Regions from separate parts of the Sus scrofa genome. Here region 2 is linked to region 1. A link is a contact called in public promoter capture Hi-C data. All regions are on one chromosome and are shown on one strand. The core of a region is the stretch at or near the end of the contact, and the rest is flanking DNA. Distances in the headings are between cores, read along the strand shown. Region 1 holds the start of AAED1 (thioredoxin-like protein AAED1). Region 2 holds the start of HABP4 (hyaluronan binding protein 4).

Region 1 (3,779 bases), core at 803-3,302:
TTAAAGAGCTTCAGCTAGACAAATACCATAGATAGAGGATTGTATTTCCTAAATCAGAAATCCAGGAGTTCCCGTCGTGGCGCAGTGGTTAACGAATCCGACTAGGAACCATGAGGTTGCGGGTTCGGTCCCTGCCCTTGCTCAGTGGGTTAACGATCCGGCGTTGCCGTGAGCTGTGGTGTAGGTTGCAGACGTGGCTCGGATACCGCGTTGCTGTGGCTCTGGCGTAGGCCGGGGGCTACAGCTCCGATTCAACCCCTAGCCTGGGAACCTCCATATGCCGCGGGAGCGGCCCAAGAAATAGCAACAATAATAACAACAACAACAACAAAAAGACAAAAGACAAAAAAAAAAAAAAAAAAAAAAAAAAAAAAAAAAAAAAAGAAATCCAGATATAAGGTTGAAAGAACTTGTAGACACAGAACCTAAATGTTGATCATGTTCTGCCCTGGAAATCTTAGACACATGGTCACTATCTATGAGAAACCCCAGTGCAAGACCAACCACCGAATCCAGGACCAGCTGAGTTTCACAGAGGCTGCAGAAATTCCTAAGTTTACCTATGCCTGCTTGTCCACAGCCTGCCCCAGGAGAAATTAAGTAGAACAGAAACATGCTTAAAAGACTAGGTGGTATGCATTGACCATAGGTTTCTACAAAACTGAAGCCAAGTCTTTTTCTTTTTCTTTCTTGGCAGCCCACAGAATATGAAAGTTCCCCTAGCCAAGGATCAAACAGAAGCACAGCAGCGACACCAGAAGCCACAGCAGTGACAGTGCCAGATCCTCAACCCACTGCACCACTTGGGAACTCCAAGCCATTTAATTCCATTTTCTTCATCCCTCACAATCCACCATTTACATACACACACACACACACACACACACACACACACACACAGAGGCACATCTCATTTGAGGGGCCTGGTAAATAGCTATAGCAAAACAAGTCTGAAAAAAGGGCATGGACTCCTGAAATGCCTAAAACATTTATAAATAGGTTTATTATATCAGCTCTTAAGAAATAGAGCCGGGGGAATTTTTTCAAGCGACAGCAATGTTCCATATTTTTATAGGGTTGTGGATAACAGATGGATAATAAGGTAAAACTCACCTAATCGGATTGATGCATAGGTTGTGATAGAGTAAAATGTTAACAGTAGAATCTAGGTAGTGGATATAAGAGTGTTCACTGGAAAAATCTTTCACCTTTTTGGGCAGGTTTAAAATTTTCCATGATAAAATGTTGGCAAATTATTAAATTTAAAAATTTAATTTAAAAAATGTGGGAGTTCCCGTCGTGGCTCAGTGGTTAACGAATTCAACTGGGAATCATGAGGTTGAGGGTTCGATCCCTGGCCTCGCTCAGTGGGTTAAGGATCTGGTGTTGCCGTGAGCTGTGGTGTAGGTCACAGACACCGCTCGGATCCTGCGTTGCTGTGGCTGTGGCGTAGGCCGGCAGCTGCAGCTCCAATTAGACCCCTGGCCTGGGAATCTCCATATGCCACGGGTGCAGCCCTAGAAAAGACAAAAAGCAAAAAAAATAAAAAATAAAAAAAAATAATTCCACCCTTAAGATCTGCACGACACCGTATGGTAATAATATCTTAAAAAAAAAAAGTAAGAGAGCTGAAAAAGGAGAGGGTTAAAAACGTACTAGATGGAAAAAAATCTATCCCATCACGGCATGTCCTTGGGCACTAGCTGTCTTGAACAGATAAAAACTAACTTCGGCTGATGCAGCTACGGAGTGAGCTGCTTTCTTCCCTTCTGGGCTCAGACCCTCCTCTTTCTCTCTTCTTACCAAGAGTTGGCTGAGTCAGAAAACGCGAGAGCGGGTCTCTACTTTCCCGCAACATCTCGACCGCCTGAGCTGCGTACAAGCCGAGACTCACCGGCAAGGTGCCACACTCGTCCCCCGCGGCGGGTCTGGACCAGACGCAGCTCCGCCCCTGCCCAGTGCCCCGCCCCTGCGCAGTGTTCCGCCCCGCCCTGCCTATGCACCCCGCCCCCTGCCCCGTGCCCCGCCCCCTGCCCCGTGCCCCGCCCCTTGCTCCTAGTTTGGCTGCAATCCCGCTCACAGACTGTCCCCAGCCGGTGCGACCTACGGGCGGGTAGTTCCTGGGCACGATGGCTTCGCCATTCGTGGCTCCGGTCACGCGGCAAGTCAGCGGTCGCGCCGCTCCAGCCTCAATTCCAAGCGGCCCCGAGAGTGGGCAGCCCCTGGCCGCCACCGTGGCCGAGATGCCCGTGCTGGACGCCTCCGGGAGGCGGGTGCTGTTCGGCTCGCTGTTCCGAGAGCGACGGGCTGTCGTGGTCTTTGTGCGGGTGAGCGCGGGCGGCGAGACAACCCGGAGCTGGGACCTCGCCCGCAGGCTGGGACGGAGGTTGCTTCCACGGCCCCAGCTAGGGGAAGTCCATCGGGTCCCTCAAAGGGTCCGGGGCCCGAGAGGGGAGACTGCTGGGCCTGGCCCTTCCCGTGATCATCCACTAGAGGCTTCTGGAATGCGAACTGCTCCTCTTGCTTCCTTGAACGGGAATAGAAAAGCAGCCCGCCAAGCCAAGGCCATTTTCTCAGCAAGCGAGGAGGCCTAGCAGGGACCGGGTGCGGCCTAATTTCAGTGCACTTTCGGGCGCTTCAGACTTTTTTTTTTTTTTCCTCTGACATCTTTTTCTACCTGCATGGGTGTTGCGTGAAGTAGTGTCACGCACAATAAAGTACTTGGTCCTTTGTGGATTCTGAAGTTGTTAGTTGCTAACTTGTCCTTTTTTGCCCATGTTGGGATTTCAGCATTTCCTGTGTTACATCTGCAAGGAATACGTAGAAGATCTGGCCAAAATCCCCAAGAGTTTCTTACAAGTAAGTTTCCTAAGCTTGAACAGCCGCGTGCCCGCTTCAGGGCAGCCTTGCGAAAGTCATCTGTCATTTATGAGGACTGCAATGGGATGAGGTGAGAGGAACGCGCCTCCTCTCCTTCGCAGACACAAACCCAGACTATTGCCATTCCACACATCTCTCCAACGCCTCTAAAAGGGGGTCAGACGCGTTAGAAATCTGTTTCGGGCCGTTTCATTCCTGCCTGATTATAAACATATTATCCATAATAATACTTTTGATGTTATTTAATAACTTGCTGTTCTTAAAAGTTGATTGATGACCAAAACCAAATGTTAGAAATTATTGCTGTTTCCTTCCCTTTATTTTTGCAATAAATAACACTCCAGGGGAGTTCCTGTCGTGGCGCAGTGGTTAACAAATCCGACTAGGAACCATGAGGTTGCGGGTTCGGTCCCTGCCCTTGCTCAGTGGGTTAACGATCTGGCGTTGCCGTGAGCTGTGGTGTAGGTTGCAGACGGGGCTCAGATCCCACGTTGCTGTGGCTCTGGCGTAGGCCAGTGGCTCCAGCTCCGATTGGACCCCTAGCCTGGGAACCTCCATATGCCGCGGGAGCGGCCCAAAGAAATAGCAAAAAGACAAAAAAAAACAAACAAACAAAAAAAACACTCCAAATAATTGTTCATTATAGGAAAATACTAGTATATCTTAAAGGTAAACTTTTGTATTGTTAATGGAATGCACATTCCACATCCCTATGACAACCACACGCATGTGTATTTCTTCAGGCATATAAAAATTTGTCCCCAGATGAGGGTTTTTTTTTTGTCTTTTTAAGGCCTCACCTAGGGCATGAGGAGGTTCCCAAGCTAGGGGTCAAATCGGAGCTGTAGCTGCTGGCCTATGCCACAGCCACAGCAATGCTGGATCTGAGCCGCATCTGC
Region 2 (3,502 bases), core at 40-2,539, 210 kb after region 1:
TCTTAAGGCAGTCAGAGTTAATCACAAGTTACACAACCCATCAACACTGCTTGCTGCCTTGAAAACGTACCGGACGACTGCTGGAAGCTATCCTAAGAAGGATGGGTGAAGGCACAGAACTTGGAAGGCGCCGGGGACCCCGCGGCCACCCCCGCCGCATTCCGCTGGCGGCCCTGACGTCACAGCCCGCCCCCGCGGTCACTCGGGCCTTCCCTCCATCACAGAGGATCCAGCCCCTCACCCCGGAGATCCTTCACACGTCCCGGGCTCTCGCAGCCACTCCCAAAGGGCCGGGTTGCGCCCTTCTCCATCCTCCTTAAGAGGGGCGCTCCTCTCCCCTTCCCACCACCCTTTTCTTTCTACCTCCCGATGAGAATCTTGCAGAGGTTAGGCTGGAGGATGGAGAAGGTCCCGGCTAGTTCTATATTTGAGAGCCCCAGGGCAGCGACCCCAGTGTTCGCCCCTACACCTCAACCCCAGAAATAGTCCTCAACTTTGGCCAACTTGTAAAGGCTCAGCCGCAGGGTTTTGAAACCCCCTATTCCAAGCTTGCACTCTCCCTTGCCCCCAGAAGGGACTAAAAAAGGCCAGAAGTGGCGTGACACCCCCGATTCCCGTCCTTTCCCCCACCTTCCTGGGCCACAAGGACCCTCAACTCCAGCCAACTCTTTCCAGAGCCCCTTGCTCTTTCTGAACAGGTTCCAGGGACCCCAGTCTCGCAGCGGGGGATCGTGAGGGAGCTGAGGAAGGGTGACCTCCTTGACCCCATTCTCCTTTCCCTCCTGCCCACCGCGCCCACCACGGGCCGCCCAGGTGCCGGGCGGGGCGCACGTACCAGGCGGCTGCGGGCCGCCCCCGGGGCTGTCCGGCTGCTGTGCGCCGGGGGCCGGGAGGCTCTTGCGCTCCTTCTGGGACTCCCTCCGGCCGCCGCCCGCGCCGGGTCTGTGGCCCGAAGCCCCAGCCGGGCTCCTGCCACCGCGGTTGCCGGTCCCCGCTGCCACCGCCGCCGCCGCCTCGTCGCGCCTCTTGCGCTGCAGCTGCTGCTGGCGCCGGCGCTCGGCCTCGCGCAGGATGTCGAACGGGTCTGACTCGTCGTCCAGCAGCTGGTGGAAGCGGTTGGCCACTACGCAGCCGAAACTCTCCTGCATCACGGCGCCTGCGGCGGCCGCGGCCACAGGACTCCCCAGAGCGCCCTTCATGCCGCCGCGGCCACTGCGGGCCCGCCGAGGGCAGCCCACGCGAGCAAGTCTCAACGAAGCCGGCGGCGAGGACCCATCCTACCCGCAGCTACTGCCCTCCCTGCCCTGCCCAGTCCCGTCCCTCCCAGCGCCCGCCCCCGCGCCGCCGCCGCCGCCCGCCCAGCCGCTACCAGACAGCCAATCAGCGCACGCGGACACGCCCCCTTTCCTAGCCGGCACGACTGGAAACCCAATCAGCGACTGGCTGCTGTCACGTCATGCGACCTCTATGCCCCGCCCCACGACTCGGCAGGGAGGGGTGGGGCCCAAGGGGCGGAGCTAGGCAGCTGGGCTATGAGGGTGGATCCTAGCCATTATTTGCGTTCTCCCTGAATTCATCATCGGCCACTCTTCTTTGAAGTTTATATATTGGTTGAGCCATTCAACAACTACACAGTGGACACTATATGTGCCAGACATTATGTTGTAGGAGATATTAGCTCCTTGTTTTCGTGGATCTTACAGTCTATAGGCAGAAAAGTGCTCTAAAAGAAAGGCCCATACTTCTCTATGATCCTATAGCAAAGGGACCTGACCTAATTAAGAAGCCTGAAAAGACTTTCCCTGGGAAATGATGGTTAAGCTGAGATCTGAAGGATGACAAGGGCCAGGAGCAAAGGCAAGTCCTGGAATCTTGAGCTGGGGTGAAGCACAACCCATTCAAACTCAGTGAACCAGTTTGCAGAGTTAGGGGAGGGCCTGACTGGTGAGGTATAGGCATGTGGTGCAAATCTGGCAGAACAAACCGTGGGTGAGTCTTCCGGAGGATTTCTTGGAGGAACATTTTTCTGGTACCTAAAAAGGGTTGGGAAGGGATCTGTCATCTTTCCACTTCTGTTTTTTGGTCCATGTTATGTGAGGGGGACATGATGCTTGGAGTTGCTGGCCCTTATTGTGACAGTGAGGGTGGCAGAGCAGAATGATGGAGAAAACCTTGTTCCTTGATGATGTGCTGCTGCTGACTTAACCACGGTCCGGAATCTACCTGCCTCAGACTTATTCTGTAAGACAGCAAATGCCATTATTGTTTAAACTAGTCTTCGTTATACTTGTTTCTTGTATCCAAAAGCATTCTGCTACAGCATCTTGCTTAGGTGGGTCATTACCAGCTTTTGCTGTCCTTTAATAGCAAATGGAAAAAGAACTCTTAATCCTAAAACTGCTGCCAGGTCTGTGTTTTACTCACTTATTCAATTTTCTGTCATTCACAAGGAGTAGGACAGGGATGATGTCTGTCGTATTCATTGCAACTTATATCCCCAGTGCTTAGCATTCTAGGTAGCTGTACAGTAGGTTCTCAGGAAATATTTGTTGAATGACTGAAGATTTTAAGGTAGCTGGTCTTCTCCTTCTTGGAGTCAGTGGAGGTTTATGATTAAAAGCCTATTTTTTTTTTTTAATCTAAAAGAGGAGCAGGTGTTCAAACAAAAACTTGTAACTGATCTTCATAGTTGCACTACTCACAATAGCTAAAATGTAGAAACAAACAAAGTATATCAACTGATGAATGAATAAACAAAATATGGTGCAATAGATTAATATTTGGCCAAAAAGAGTGCCTCTTGTGGCTCAGCAGGTTAAGAACCCAACTAGAGGAGTTCCAGTTGTGGCTTGGTAAGTTAATAACCTGACTAGTTAGTATCCCTGGCTTGGTTCAGTGGATTAGGATCTGGCGTTGCCATGAGTTATGGTGTAGGTCGCAGACATGGCTCGGATCGTACATTGTTTCGGCTGTAGTGTAGGCTGGCAGCAGCTCTGATTCGACCCCTAGCCTGGGAACTCCCGTATGCTGCAGGTGCAGCCCTAAAAAGCAAAAAAAAAAAAAAAAAAAAAGATTCCAGCTAGTATCCATTCCTGGCTTTGCTGAGTGAGTTAAGGATCCCAAAATTCCACAAGCTGCAGTGTAGTTTTCAGATGAAGCTCAGATCTGGCATTGCTGTAGCTGTGGCATAGGCTGGCAGCTGTAGCTCTGGTCCAGTCCCTAGCCTGGGAACTTCCATATGCCAAGGGTGAAGCCCTAAAAAAAAAAAAAAAAAAAAAAAAAAAAAGACAAAAAGATATTTGGCCAAAAAACGGGAATGAAGTACTGATACTTGTTATAGCACAGATGAACCTTGAAATCCTTATGCTAAGTGGAAGAAGCCAGACACAAAAGGTCAAATATGCTTCTATTTATATGAAATGTCCAGAATCGACAAATCTGTAGAGACAGAAAGCAGATTAGTGGTTGCCCAGGGGTTCAGAAGAAAGGGAATGAGGAGTGA

The links. Promoter capture Hi-C pulls out the DNA fragments that hold promoters and counts their contacts.
Region 2: a contact with region 1 is called in a promoter capture Hi-C map of liver, with 4 times the contacts expected there. The contact joins the promoter of HABP4 here to the promoter of AAED1 in region 1. A contact is called at or near these places in 1 of 5 promoter capture datasets (liver) and 1 of 2 datasets of contacts at active chromatin or transcription factors (skeletal muscle).

Annotation. Positions count from the first base shown.
Region 1 is chr10:25,426,079-25,429,857 of Sscrofa11.1, forward strand. It overlaps AAED1 (thioredoxin-like protein AAED1), which reads left to right and starts at 2,053. Exons shown (of 6, transcript XM_003130856.4): 1 at 2,053-2,327; 2 at 2,791-2,859. The coding sequence starts at 2,130.
Region 2 is chr10:25,634,711-25,638,212 of Sscrofa11.1, forward strand. It overlaps HABP4 (hyaluronan binding protein 4), which reads right to left and starts at 1,290. Exons shown (of 8, transcript NM_001244681.1): 1 at 836-1,290. The coding sequence starts at 1,199.